2 separate regions of the Anser cygnoides genome follow, and region 2 is linked to region 1. Evidence: chromatin contacts called from public Hi-C data. All regions are on one chromosome and are shown on one strand. Each heading gives the region's core, a stretch centred on a gene start, on an enhancer-like site or on the middle of the called end of the contact. The rest is flanking DNA. Distances are from core to core; before and after follow the strand shown. Region 1 holds the start of APOB (apolipoprotein B). Region 2 has its middle 12 kb from the start of TDRD15.

Region 1 (7,925 bases), core at 2,390-4,889:
GCAACATTGTATTATGCTTTCATTTAATCCACATGTGCAGTGCATACATAGCTGAAGCTAGAACTTCTCACTCTCAGATATACGTCCTAACAACCGCATAGGAGTTGTTTCATTATTCACTTGCCTTATTTCTGGGCCTGGAAACTTAATATATTGGTAGCACAGTAGTCCCAGGTTGATCAGGAAGGCTGCTCCCCTCTCTGACCACGGCACAGCAACTTCTGTAGTTCCAAAGTAAGTGCGGCTGTTCCAGTCTTTTAAAGCAAAGGAATGGACTCAAACACATTTGTGTATACATTTGTTCATGTATAGGTGAGGAGGAATTAGAATTAGCCTGCTAATACCACAGCTGGATTGAAGTCCATGAAGGACAGAACATCAAATGATCCTGCCTTCAGCATGTGTTTGGACTCTATGGTACCATAAGGCCCTCTAAGGTACTGTAAGGCCCTGAGCATCCTGATCTAGTAAGATCTGTTTTGAATGTAGCAATGCATTAGATGACTTTTAGGGGGATACCCTACAAACTAAATTTATTCTCTGATTCCATTATTATGAAGTCTTCCACATCATGTCAGAGATCATCCATATCCATTATAACCATGCACATATTATGTCTGAATGAAATTATTTCAGCATATAATAAGCATTATCATACTTCCTACAATTCATATGGCCATTGATTAAGTATATATAGTGATTTGATTTTTTTTTCTTATTTCATAAGCATTAATAAATGCTGTACATTTTCCTAAACAAACCATAGAACTTCATTAAATTAATGGTTAATTAGCATACGTTGATGACTTTTTTACCTCATTTAAGGAATTTTTAGGAATTTTTAAGGAATACTAGGCTCTCCTAAGGCAAAAAACCTGAAATGTGCAAAAACAGTTCCTTTCTAAATATAATTTGTTATTTTTTAATAATTTTTAATATTAGTATTTAATCTTTTTGAAAGGAGAGGTGAACAGAGTTACTGGTCTCTGGTATTACATTGTGCTTCAGCAATGCCTGGAGTTTACCATGGTGAGCCCCAATGCTGAAACTCCCTCTTTCTATGTAACACAGCCAAAAAAAAAAATCCTTAAGAGAAAAGAACCAGTGAACACAGCACTCACTGCAGACAGCTTGGTCCAAAGACGGATGGAGAAATACAATTGAGGTAATTGGTTTTTAGATCAGGACCAAATCTGTATAGATTAGAGGTATACAACATAAACCAAAGTTTGGAGCTACTCCCAGTGTAGAACACTGGGGAGTAAAGTTCAATTTTCTGTCATCCTTTCAAATCCGCACTGATACCCTCTGCCTCTCTTTGTCAAATGGAATGCAAAAGATGCAAAGGCGTCAGAGCTGCAATACCATCACCAGACTTCAGAACGTTTCCATCTCCAAAGCCTTTGTTTCGTTTGCAAGAGTGAAATTCAGTGGAGAGAGTGTGACTTGGCTAAAAGTAATTGAGAAACATGCAAAATAAAATGAGATAATACCATTTGAAACAGTTTGATCCAGAAGATAAATTGTTCTGAGGTCAAAGCTCACTGGTTCACAGAAATGGTTAAATAAGAACTTTATGTTGTCTAGCTCTGTGTGTATATTGAATCTTCCAATCGTGATTCCTTGGTGACGGAACAGATAAAAGTAGTGTGTGACATTTTGTGGTACCAGCAATGAGAAACACCTGCTGTCCCTTGACTAGGTAATACAGCAATATAAACTTGTCCCGGAGGAATGGTGTACCCACGTTACCTACATGCTTATCATGCTTATGGGCTGAGTCATGACTTCTGTAATCTATTTACGTCCATGCAATGTCATGTTAATTCGATCAGCCTGCCTCTGCTTGGGCCCAGAGAAACACCTGAAGGCAGCGAGGAGACAAAGGCAAAATATAGAAGTAGCTAACAAATCTCTGAATCCTGAACACTGGCCAATCCAAAGCTCTGTTAATCTGCAGTGCTAAAGTGAACAAATAAACAGATTTTAAATAATAGTGAAAATTTCTTGATATTTGAATGCAGAAAGGGATCACATGCTAGGAACAAAAATACGATATTATTTTACAGTCTCTTTGGTAGAATCATGTTACAAAGTAAAATCACTTGTATTACAAACATACTGAGGCAGCTGTGGACACAAAAGTAAACAAAAAGCTATGTTGCTTTTTGGAAGTAAAAATAATAATCTGTTGGTTGTTGTATTGTATCTGATTGGTGTGAACCAAGGACAGAAATAGAAATGGAAAAGCCTGAGAAATGCTTTCTTTTCATGATGTTTCCAATACTGATGAGTTCAGCAAAGAAGATTTCTGCAAGAAATCTCTCAGAAATGGCATGTTCCAATTAATACGATCAGACAGAATCCTAATTATAAGATATCTCCTTTATTGAAAAGTATGCCCCATGCTTACTGTTTGGTTGAACTGATGCTAGGAGATACGTGGTTGTAGTGTATGCTGGAATGGTAAGGTAACTTAACCGTGAAGTCCAAGAGCGAAAAGATACAGAGAAATAAGAGACTTTAAAGATAACTGCTATGATGCATAGTAACATTTCAAGGGAAAAGGAATTACCAGTTAGCTAAGCCAAAATTTAATTTTTGATTCAACAAGCTAGGAGGAAATATTTTGATTTGGGAAAGTCAAAACATTTCATTTTGATCAGATATATGAAAATTAAATTTACTGAACAAAATGTTCTCAACTATTTCCATATTTAGTTTTTTTTTTTTTTTTTTTAATGAAATTAGAATCACAGAATGGTTTGGGTTGGAAGGTACCTTAAAGATCAACTAATTGCAACCCCCTCACCTATATTAGTTTCAATAGATATGAGTAGAGAGAGCATTCAAACTACTGGGATTTCTCATGGCATAAAACCAGTCTTCTTACCAATGTACATATTCATAAACAGCTTTTTATTTGTTTGTATTTGAATTTAGTTTATATTTGTAGGCTTTTCTTCTTCATTCAGATGTATTTGTTGTCTGATTTTCATAGTTCTGCTACAATTAGCAAATGAAATGGAATTTAAATTAAGGAGACAAAGAAATTGTACAGAGCTCACTTTCAACATGAATATGACCTGATTTGCCAGAATATTACAAGTAAATTTAATTTTTATTTTTTATTTTTAGAAAGGCATATGACAAATTCTAGCAGAACAAAGTAAAAATCCTTAACCTTTCATTCTTCTGCCTGTAAAAGGAAGATGTCTAAATTGCACAATACTCTCATCTTCTCAAATACTCATACCTTCAAGCCTTTCAACATCTATGGTGAAAGCATGCTGCAGTGATCATTTCTTCCAGCTATAATTTATGCATTGTAAGCTTTCCTATGTAAATGCGGGAAATATATTTGAATACATTGGGAGATGCTGTAGCTGCGGGCTTTTGTTTTCAAAACTCTGTTAAAGAAAAAAAAAAAAACAGTGGAAGAGTAACATATATCTAGTATATGCTCAGTCTTCTGCCTTTGGGGACTCCCAGCAACCAAAGCAGTGCAGTGTTTGGAGCGCAGTGAGGATCTAGATCTCTCACCTTTGGACCTTTGGCAATTTGCTCCGAGCTTTCTAAACCGTTTGCCTCAGCTGCTTGCTACAGACTATATAAGTGAAGGTCCAAGTCAGAAGGCTCACTCTCCCTCTGAGGCAGTAGGGAAGAGGTGAAGAGGGGAGGGAAAGAAAAGCAGAGGAAAAGAGAGAGCAGCAAGAGGGTTCGGGGCTCGCCATGGGCCCTGTGCAGCTCTTGCTGCTCTTGCTGCTGCTCAGCAGTGGTGTTCTCACACGTAAGTACCGCCTTTTATGGCAGCGCTTTTCGCTGCTTTATTTATGAACTCGTTAAAACAACGATAATGCAAAAATCAGCAAGACAGTGGTTTATAGAATTAGAGAGGGTAAGTGTGATTAAAGAGGCCATCTCTTCCGTTTGGAGGACTGGGCAACTATAGGAGGATCCCAACATAGGAAAAAACACAAATGTTTTCTGGTGCCTTTTGATCAGATTTAATGTATTTTACAACTTATAAGGAATTCAAGTAGTTTATTTGGGCCTGATTGTTTTTCTGTAATGCGGTCCTTGTTCACATCCATGGAACTACTGCAGCTTACAGTTCAGGCTTATCCCAGGTTTTGCTGAACCATGTTTGGGGTGCGTGAAAAAAAAAATGGAAGCAATAAAGCAAAATGTATTTGGCAGGTAGCACTTAGGTTTGAAACACAATTTTGTGTTAAGGAGACACAGCCATCAGTAGTAGTAATAAAAGCAGTAGACCAGCAGAGGTTTCTTTCTAAAATCAGAAAAGACACTCTGGATCAATATGGTGCAGTGTATTGTGAGCTCTCTCTTTGCTTCCCAAGAAGTGGCTTTTCAAAATATGACACTGTAGTGTTATGACTGCAGGAACCTCAAGGAGGGAAATGAGTCTGGGGCCAATTATGCAGTTCTGAACCACTGTCAGGATTTATACGCAGATCCAATTCAGCATAAATACACCTTTGCAGGACTACCATTCTGTTCCTGACTGATGTTACAAAATTTTGAACAATGCACTTTTTTCTAATGCTTAATATTAGTGTTATTACTGTTGCTACTATATTACAATAGAGTGGTCAGCCTTGGAATTCCCATTATGGAATCCTGGAAAGTCTGCAGGAAATATTCTGAAAAGTGTTGGCATTTATGTGTGATGTCCAAGGAATGACATAGCACCACATGAGTGCAGCAAACTTACTAGGATGTATTTTATTGTATATACAATAGTCAAATGGGATGTGTCTAAGACATAATGGAGCAAACAATTCTTAAATTAAATAGGTTTTCAATTCATGTTCTTTTTCTCCAAAGTGTGAACTCTGAATATTCACACTGGTTGCCAGAGAAAGCATATTGATTGTTTAAACAAAATAATCAACAAGTATATTTACCTTGACCGATATAATTCAATCCTATTTATTGCCCTACATTGTCTACCAAAAAAAAGATTCTTGGAAAAAAAAGGTTTAATAGCAGAGAATTGTAGTATTACTTATCAAAGTTGTCGTTTTTCAAATGTACAAAATGTGAAATAAAGCCATTCATTCATTATGCAGTATTTCTGTGTTCCAAACAGACAAAACATTTAAAGCAAGCAAACTATGTTACAAGGTGTATTTCATCTGTCTACCTCTGAATTTTATGCCTATTGTTTAAACTTCTTCATGTAATACAGAACCATTAAAAATACTTGCCAACCTAGAAGCTGATCCATCTCCTTGTAAAACAAAGTAATTTAATTCAGTGAAAACATCAAAAGTTGGTATTAATTAGACAGGTCTTACAGTGAAAATGTAGTATTTCCTTTTATATATACATAGTCCTTGCTTTATGACTATAAACCGCCTGTGCAACTTTTAATTCTTGTTTTTATTCTTTACAGAAGAAGAAACACCTGAAAATGGAAATCCCGGATGTTCAAGTAACTGATTTCTTGCATCTGCTTTTGTTGTCTCATGTTGCTATATTAACTAAATACAATATTCAAAGCTTTTTCCTATTCCACACATTTCTGCCTCAGAAATAAGTGTAACAAAAGTGATGGCAATATTCTGAAGTCTTAACTGTCATTTATTTCAAGTATTTAATTATCCATAAGGCTTAACCATAAGAATATCAAAAGTTTTAGTAAAATCAGAAGAGATGAGATAGTGTTTCTAAACTTTTTAAAAAGCTCCCTTTAAGAAGCTTTTTTTTTCATTGTTTTGTTAATTTCTTAATTCTCAGGTGTAAATTCCTTAATCTGGAAATCCCTGTTTATCAGATGTGAAGCTTTACTAGTGACGTTATGCACATTACACTTTACCATGAGCTGAATCTCACTTCTGATGTACTCTTCACAGTGGCTGCTAAACCCACAGAATTGCACTTGGATCTCTAACTAAATAACTGCAGAATAAATCATCAACTCTGTCAGCAAGGACAGCAATTCCTTAAAACAAGTCAAGACTCAGGAAATGCTGACTTTATGCCCTATCTCTATAATGAACTCTGACTGGCCCTGACTGCTTGGTTAGACACATAATGTTCCACCACAGGGTCAAAGTACCAAATAAGTTGTTTTGTCTGTTGTCCCTTTTGGTCTTCAGGCTTTTTTTTTCAGTTGTTGGATACTTTAGCACCACCGCCAGGCAACTGAGGCTATTTCAGCTGCCTGAAAGAAATTCAAATTCTTTTCTGGGCTTCACTGCCAATTTCTTGTGTATTTTTGATATAATAAATTCATTGGTATTTGCATTTCTAATCTTATCATTTCCGTATTCCTTTTCCATCTATTCCTGTGCAAAAGCAGAAAATGAAGCAATAATTAGCCTTTTGGCTTTAGCCTAGCAGATATTGGTATTGCAAACATTTCTGAGAATGTACAGCTAAGCAGTGATAAAGTCCAGGACAGTAAAAAGTAACGGGGATAGTGGTGATTTTTTTTACTGCAGTTAAATTTAAGGTTAATTAGATGACTTAAGTAATTTGTCAAATGTTTGTCAGTAATGCTGATGACTATATGGTAGCAAGTATTAATTATATTATAATCGAGCAATTATATTATAAGTCGAGCAATTTCCTAAAAGTAATCTCAGTTAAAACACTATTAAAATAGTTAAAGCTTATAAAAATTATAGTCCAGTGAGGAAATACAATATCCGTAGTAATGTTCCATTCTCCTCCCTAAGTATGCAATTCTGTGGTATATATGACAAGATGCCATTTCATTTGCCCTGTGACATGATAAATATTTTATAAAAGAGGAAGAGTACACCTACATTGATGGCAGGTGTAGGCAAGCAAAATCATACAGATATGATGGTGGGCATTTGGGTTTATAGCAAGATGACTGTACCTTTTTCTTCTGCAAAAGTAGATCAGATATGTTCAGACAGTCACAAATAACTACATAGTAGATATTTAGGAAAATGAGTTTCACTCAGCATCACTATAATGTCACAGTCGCAGTGAGCTGCTCAGTCCGAACAGAGGGAACAGTAATTTCAGGTTCAGATACAGCTAAACTGCTTTAATACAGTCACTGAAAATACCTGATCATATGTTTAGTTTAAAATGATGCCTGTAAATATAATGGGAGTGCATTGTACCTGAGGATATTATTTGGCCTACATTATACATTCCAGACACAAAAAGAATATCTTATAGCTCTGTATTTGACACTGAGCCAAAATATTCTTTCTTTATGTCTCTGTTATGATGTTCATTTTTGCTTGTAGGATTTAAAATTACAGACAAATTGCCTCTGAAAACAACAGCAACGCATTAAATACTGGTGATATTCATCCCTTTGAGGAAGACCATTATGTTTTATGGCTTCCTTTGATATAAAATAGAAACACCTCCACTAATCCTTCCTCCTGCCTCACCCTCGCTCAAAAACTGAGTGGTTTTGTCTTGCAGTGGATGGTCTTTATATAGCAAATTTTATATAGCAAAAAGTTAACACCATTAAAAAGTCTACTGTAGTGAAAATCATTGATCTACTAAGCAAATTCATTACAGTATATCACATTTCAGGAAGATATTCTGTAAATTCAGATGAAATGGTAAAATGGTAATGGAGAAAGCTAGTTTTAACATTCTATCCCTTTCTGTGTTTATTTGCTTTCAGTCTTTCCCATGTGATTTAGGTAGAGTTTCTTGCATCTTTGAATTATTAGGCAAAAGTCTTAGGTGATTTTATTCATTTTATTAAGAATTTTAAAACTGCCATTTGATTAGTGTATTTTTAAAGTAATGGGGTCATTCTTAAAATGGTTCCACATCTTAACTTTTCTGCTGGTTCTGTCATTAACTCAATTAGGTGTGATTCTAAGGCCAGGTGGGGTCATATTGTCAGTTCTCATTCTATACAGCATTGGACCCAGAAACTTATGCTTCCTCCA
Region 2 (7,925 bases), core at 1,376-3,875, 35 kb before region 1:
AGGTGCAGGAAGCGTACTGTTCTCTGAGATGTCTGCATACATTATTTTACCCACTGAGGTTAGTTTAGACATAGATTTTAAGTTACAACATCTTAAAACATTTTTTGTTCTTTAATTATTCTCTGGTAAATTTTAGTTATACAGCATAAAGCAAAATGTATTTCTACATGATGGGTCTTTCAGATAATACTGGAAAAGCATGATATACTACAGCAGTTTTAATTGCTGCAGGGTGCTGATCCATCCTTGGAATTCAACTACAGGATTTTGTCATCACAAGTATTAAAGGGGCAAAGACAGGCTGAAAATCACACCAGCACCGGAGGAAAATTTTGTCCTTGTTGAAGTCAATGGCAAAAGTCCCATTGACTTCACTGGGGCCAGGATTTCACTCCATATATTTAAGGAACAAAAAAAAAAAAAAAAAAAAAAAAAAAGTATTACATGTGTTACTAATACTGTGTGGAAAGTAAAATATATTCTTTTTTTTTTTTTTTTTTTTTTGTATCTGATTGGCTTTTCATTGTTTTTGTTACAGATTCATTTTGAGTCTCTTGTCCCCTGAAGCACAAACAATATATATGAAGTTAACACTTCAAGGTCTGATTGCACAGTCAGACTTGCACAGATGGATGGATCTCATTGAATTTTTCAGCTGTGAATTTGAATATAGGATCAAGACTCGAAAGATGACAGTAACGTTATTGAAAGATAGAACGTACTCAGTAGCATGATTTTTTTAAGTGAAATTCACTCACTCTTGACCCAGAGTTTGGCCACATTCAGGAAATTATGTAAGTCGCACCTCCCAGTCCAGACTTTGTGCTAAGCTCTTTTCCCAGCATTCAGTCTACTCTTAAGTTTTCCCATCTCTGTCATGTAAAGTGGTATTTCTGGGCAGGTGGAGATTTCTGCTTCATATACTTTACTTTTACATGCAATCTAAGCCATGTAAAACACATTCAGTCCATGTACATACTAGGTTTTTAGTACCAGCTCAACAGCCTCAGTGCAAAACCTGGTCCCATTATGCTCTTCACAAATGTGCTCTGAGGTTTACCAGGGCATTGTACCTTGGTTTCAAAACAGCAACATCTAAAACAGTGGCTAAAAAGGCTGAATAAACATGGTTCCAGTACTACCCCGTGGATTTCCATATAAATTCTTATAATAGTACTTTTTTTCTATATCGATTTCTTAGTTTAGAACGTTCCCTGTTACCTTATTAAGAAATCATAAGGCACTACTGGATATCGTTAACGAAGTGTTTCACGTCTACGTTAAGAATGGGTTCCAAATACAGAGAGAGCCAGTCATCTTCAAAATGACCACATTTCCAAGGGGAAGTTGTGCACAGCTCATGTCCAGCCCATATGTGCACAAAATTAATTTTTAATTCCCACGTACTGCTAAACATCTATATCACTAGAGTGCTTGTACTTGCATTTGATGTAATCCACGATCATACCTTGACATACATAATGTAGCAAGGCCACTACATGGTTCTATCCATTCCGTGGATGGAGCTTTGACAGTTAGAAGCAAGAATCACAGAATCATCTAGGTTGGAAGAGACCTCCAAGATACTGAGTCCAACTTAACACTAACAAGTCCTCCACTAAACCATATCACTAAGCTCTACATCTAAACATCTTTTGGGATGCTTCATTACCTGTGTTATGTTTGAAATATTAAGATGTTATCTCAAGGTTAAATTTAGATAATATTTTCTGAAATGTGTACATGTTGTTTTCAGTAGAAAGAGAAAAAAATACCCTAATGGAAATCAGTGACAGATTCATCTGTCATTAAATGATTAAACTCATTAAATGATTAAACTTGTTAAATTTGGAATGGTCCAAATTTTATATCACAGGTCTGACTATTTTATGATGATTCTTATGTGTGGAGTAGTCCTTTGTCATGAGTCAACAAACACTCTTTCAAAAAAGTCCTAGGCATGATCATAGATTCAGCTTGGGACTGTTTTGCAACAGATTTGGATGGATGTCAGCCTGGTTTAGAGACTGAAGAAGTTTCAGTAATGAGGGTGCAACTGAATTACAGCAATTGGGTGCAAGGGCAGAGAATAATCCCAGGTCCTGCTTGGCACGCTTGGTGCACAGAAGTAGACTCTCTGTGCAGATATCTAAGGACATAATTTCATTCCCACACGAAAAGGTACACAGTGACTTTTCTAGGTATTTCGTTGGCAAACTGCACTGTCACTGCCCTGACTAATGTAAAAGAAGGGCAGCCAAGTGGGCAAACCACATTTTGGGGTGCACTAAACCACAGCGTGGCCAGCTGGTCAAATGAGGTGATTCTCCCACTGTATTTAGCACTGGTGAGACCTCACTTTGAATATTGGGTGCAGTTCTGTTCTCTACAGTTTAAAGGAGCTGTTAAGGTACTTGAAAGTGGCCAGAGGAGGGCAACAATGCTGGTATGAGAGCTGGAATGCACGTCCTATGAGGAGAGGCCAAGCACACTTGGGTTGTGTGGTTTGGAGAAAAGGAGGCTGAGAGGTGACCTCATTGCTCTCTGCAGCTTCCCAAGGTGGGGAGGTGGAGAGGGAAGTGCAGGTCTCTGCTCCTTGGTAGCTGCTGATGAGGGAACGGCACAAAGTTCTGCCAGGGAGGTTCAGGCTGGACATAGGAAAAATGTCTTTACTGGGAGGGTGATCAAACACTGGAACAAGCTTGCTGGAGAGGTGTTTGGTGCCCCATGGCTGTCAGTGCTCAAGAGGCATTTGGATAATCCCCTCAGTAACATGCTTTTTTTTTTTTTTTTTTAGCCCTGAAGTGGTTGGGCAGTTGGACTCAATATTTGTAGGTCCCCAATTTCCCTTGTGTCTGAAGAAAATTGCTTTGAAGCTTAGCTGACAGGTTGTTCACTGCAGTTTTCTGTGTTACATGGGATAATGCAGGGGATGGGGAAAGGTAGGGGGAGCTTGAGGTCACATTCATGCAAATGGTCATAGTGGTCCATGGAAAATATTTTCTTTCATGTGTTCTGTGTCAGGATGATCTTTCAGTTGAACGGGTCAGTGTGGTCTGCAGTTGAGCATTATCAGTTGATCTGAGCCCTAAAGTGTTTGCCTTGAATAATTCTTATCATTTTTCCCCCCCAAAGAATTACACAACATGCAATACCTCTAAAAAGTCTTATCAGGAATCTTTTGAAGTAAATAAAATATATTTTTGCACTTTAAGGCTTGACTAAGTAATTGACAAAATATGAAATCATTTGAGAACTGTATGCCAATGGAAGTACGTATCCAGCAAAATAAAAATCAGAATGTAAATGTGTATTGAATAGAAGCAAATCTGTAAATATAGTAGCTTTAAACGTGATAACATGGGTAAACAGTAGGAAGGATAGAATTGCACAGACTTCATCGTGGATTGTGCAATCACGTTGGGGACCTTAGGCATGTACTTCAGTTGCTAGCCTGCTCTGACACCCACAGTCTCCAAATAGTGTATTTGGTGCTTGCTTAAACCATTCTCCACTGCAGTCATACCTTCAGTTGCAGTGTCAGCATACATGAGAGAAAAGCTGCTGTACCTTCCCACAAAATAACTGGACTGAAAGTCAAATTATGTACTGGGTTCTCTGAGTTATAGAATGGGTAATACAGAATGAGTCATGAATGGGTAAAACATAATAATTGGACCCAAAGGTTTTCCGTGAAAACATTGAAGGTTCATATTTTTCTCAAATTAATATTTTTGGCATTTTCTGTAGAAAACACAAATACATATTTTGGAGCAATTAAAACAAAAATAGAAAATCAGACAAAAGTATGAAAAAGTAATTATTTTATTTACAATCCAGAATTATGCCAAGAGCTTTGAGAGACTGGGTAGATTTTGTGCTAAATGAAGGAAAAAACAACCTTAGTAGAATTTTTGTTCCAGTTTTGTATTTTCTAAGAAGAGTAATTGATATGTTTCTGTCACCTTAGCTATGAGACTGATTCAGAACTCTGACCTGATCTGCCTTTGTCCTTAGCTTTGATAGAGGTGAGTGAGACCAGGAAATTTCCGCACTGAAAATGTACATAATGCACTGGTACAGATTTTGAAGCTACATCAAACTTCACAGCTTAATGTTTTTTGAGGCTCTGTAGACTTCCTAGATTTCTCTTAGACAAAGCCTTTCTAGTTTGCATTTTAAATGCTGAACTGTCTTCCTGGTACCATGTCCCCATCTTTTCATAGTTCTTTTCAAGCAGACTAACAATTTTTCTCTTTAGTGCTGCCACATCAAATTTAATTGCCACGTTATGTGCCTTAGAGTAAGAGTGTTCCCATAGATGCCTTTGAAAGCACAAGTGTGTAGACAGCCCAGTTCTGATAAAATTATTTTCAATTATAGCTTTTAATATATATTAAAAACCTCTAGTTATACTTTGGAGTTGAATCAGAAAGCCTGACACCCAAATCAAGTGCTAAGTGAGGAGCAGGGCTCAGACACAGTGCTGGGATACCAATGGTTCTCAAAGATCAGGTCAGCACACATCCACCTGTACGAACTGAGTTAAAATTTTGTCTTGAAAGCTTTTTTTTTTCCACCTGGATAGGAAAAAATCTTTTAGCCACTAGTGATACTTGTTATCATGTAAAGTGGTGACTGTCATTTTCTATCAAACTACTTGCAACAAGAAAATCCTACTCTACCTTTTTATTTCCAGCTGCTTCAAAATTTAGAAACTTGATAATTAGCATATCTTAAGTATGCCTGCTGTAGGAAAGATTCACTATAAAAGAAATTCCTAGCTGCATTTGAAATGTATATTTACCTAATTATTTTATTTTCCCTCTTAGGAGATGGTGAAACATAAATATGTGCTAATTAAGTCTGTTTGTCCAGATGGATTGAGGCCAAATTTCAAGACTAATTTAACACCTGATAAAACAGTGACTTGAGAAAAGGATCCTTGCAGACAAGCCTGAAATGTAAGGATGATTTGATAATTTTCAAGAGAAAAAAAAATCATATACATTTTGCAAACAAGCTTCACAAACAGGTCTGCAGAAATATAGGCTAAGGTGTAATTATGCTAGTCTATGTGACTGTTCTCACATGAACCTTCCCTTGGAATCAATAAAGTCAGTCATGCTTATTTCAGGGAGTGAATCATTGAAGATAAAATGTATAACTAATCAAATGATATAGCAGAATAAACAGATCATTCAAGCTGCAAAACAGCACTTTAAAAATTGGGAGACTGTACCTTGAATTTGGTAAGTGCATAAACTGTAACTATTTGAGCTAACTCATATCTTTTTTTTTTTTTGTCATTTTATCTCCATCAGTTCCTAAAGACATGAATAATTATGTGCATAATAGCTAGTCATAAGCACAAGCTCAAATGTAAAAGAGAGCTGGGAACAGAATCACACATTTCTGTAAATAAGCATTTTCTTAAGGAAGACACCACCCTCTTAACACTTAAATGATAAAATATATAAAGGAGTAAGTATGGTCTGTTGTGTCCATATAGACATTTTTAATAGTATTCCTCATCCTAATTCTATGAAGTGAGTGCAGATGAGGAATGCACTGCATACGTATTCTTCATCACTCCTAAAGGTGCTCAGAACTTAGTATTAATTGGATCATAATATCTTACTTTTTGTTACGTATTGCAAATCCTGGATTTCTTTCACAGCAGTATTCAAAATTGCTATGTTACCATTCCTCATAGAACATTGCAATGTAATCAGTGATGGAGTTAATTACACTCGTTGCCTTGCTTGGCTGTAGTAACTACTAATTTACATTTTTCTTTTTCTGTGTCAGAGATACAGATACTATCTTTTATCATACATTTCAGTTGGCTTTTTGTTCTCTGTTTACCAAGACAACTGGTCTAGGTCTCAGACTGGTAAATAATGTCTATTCATTACAATAAAATATTTCTGTTTTGTCACAATTATGTATCACAGAGCTAAAAAACATAGATGTTACATTGAAAAAAAATTACATTAATATCAAAACCTTGTCTTTACATCTGTGGGTAGTCCTCATCCCCGTAGTCTATCCTATGAATCAATTTCAGGATCAGAGGTACTGCAAACACAAAAAACATCTAGCAAGTTTCGGAGTGCTTCTCAGAAACAGCAGATTTTTGTGATGAAGTGCATTGCATGTTGACTGTATAGTACAGGCATATATTCATTGCCCATAGGCTACTCTTGCCTATACCAGCAAAGTAACTTAGATAGTGACTGGAAGTAGAAGGCTTCCATCTGATCAAATTAAAATTTGGGTGAAAACAGGAAGCAGTCTGCATGAATTGATGACAGCATTTCTGTTCCTTGCCTTCAGTTTCTTAATACCTCACCAATCATTAGACTACCTACATGCCTGTCACATAACTGGAAAGAGGACTTCATCCACCTCCAATAAACAGCACATGAAAGCTAGCAGCTACTGTGGGCACATCCAGCCTGCTACTTCTGTGAGGCCTGAGAGAAGTGGAGGCACTAGAAGCAGGCCAGATAGTCACATAAGACTGTTATAGCCCATTCTCCTCACACTAAGCTCTATTCATCTAAGCATGGCAATGACTGTAGCTGTCTTAAACAGAACTTCTACTGTCAGTGGAGTTTAAAAGAATAACCCTATTTTGGACTAAGAGGAAAGCAAGCTGCACTTTTATGGAGATTTCAATGTGAACAAAGCAACGGAGACATCATTTTTCCAGTAACATCTTAAAATTAGAGAACAATCATGAGCCAATTACTTTTAAATGTACATAAGAGAGCGTTAGCAGTATATTTTCATAGCATACTAGGTCCTGGAAAACCGCAATGCAGACAGTCACACAGGATTGAAAATACAACAGGAACAAATACAGTGGGAGCTAGTAATCAAAAAAATGAAAAGTGACAGCAATGGCTGTAACTGAGAAATTAGAAAATGAAGAAAAGTCATAGGAAAAGCAAAGAGATAAGGAGAAAAACATGTTTGGGAGACTTACAATTTTAGAAGTTTTAAACAACAAACATGGTCAGTGAAGATATGCTGTCAATAACAATGCAGAATATGCAGAAGTTTTCTAGAAATATTTTATTTTCATTTTGGGAAAGTATGCTAGGTGACTATAATAAGGTCATGCTCCAGTATTTTCCACTCTAACAGCAACTAATGAAGATATTAAATGTCAGCTATTACAATGCATACTTTCAAATAAGCACATAGGGATGTGCTTGCATCCAAACTTTTTTTTTTTAAAGCTGCTTGAGGAGGTCTACTGTGTTTTTAATGCTGATTTTTATAAGTCTTCAGTCACTTCTTAAGGACTGGAAGAAAGCTAGCATAGTGTCAAGAAATGGCTATTTTTTGTTTAGACTGTAGCAAGGTTTCAAAATAATGTTTCATAGCGACTTGAGACCCAGCTGGGGAGGTGCGTTCTGGGTGTGTTCATTGTAATGTTGGCTAGATTGTAAGGCTTCAGAGAATGGTTAGTATACAATATAGTCCACTACTGGTGGTTGGTTACTAGTGGTTTTCCTTGGGGCTCAGTACCAGGCCTGAAATTATTCATGGGGGTTGTAACATTTAATATCAAGTTTACTTCTTGAAAGACATTTGATCACAAGATTTTGATTTAGAAATGCAATAAATGTACTGAAATCTCTGTACAAGCAATTGCAATGTGCAGTTGGATCACAGTACAAATGTACACAGTACAAAATTCCCATTATTAGTCTCTATGCTCAACTGTCACAACGCTGGAAATCCCCAGTCACTGGGAATGAACTGGGTTGAGCCTGTTGCTCTCTTCAAAATTATTTTGCTATTTTTTTAAATTTTATACTCTTCTGTTGAGCTAGCTATTCACTCCCCACGTGCTAGTCTGGCTAACACAGAGATGCATTCACACTCTTAATGAACTCAGGAAGAAACAT

Evidence for each region. A called contact is a pair of places that touch in the nucleus more often than the background predicts.
Region 2: a contact with region 1 is called in a Hi-C map of liver, with 2.9 times the contacts expected there. The contact joins the enhancer-like site here to the promoter of APOB in region 1. A contact is called at or near these places in 3 of 7 Hi-C or Micro-C datasets (all in liver).

What each region holds. Positions count from the first base shown.
Region 1 is chr3:113,446,119-113,454,043 of Taihu_goose_T2T_genome, reverse strand. APOB (apolipoprotein B) reads left to right here and starts at 3,639. Exons shown (of 29, transcript XM_013194833.3): 1 at 3,639-3,790; 2 at 5,420-5,458. The coding sequence starts at 3,733.
Region 2 is chr3:113,479,796-113,487,720 of Taihu_goose_T2T_genome, reverse strand. No RefSeq gene overlaps it. Among named protein-coding and RNA genes, the nearest start is that of TDRD15, 12 kb to the left of the region's middle. Within about 2 kb of position 2,625, at least 2 of the 3 cell types and tissues checked have open chromatin away from gene starts, as enhancers often do. A contact at or near this core is called in liver, where this site is marked.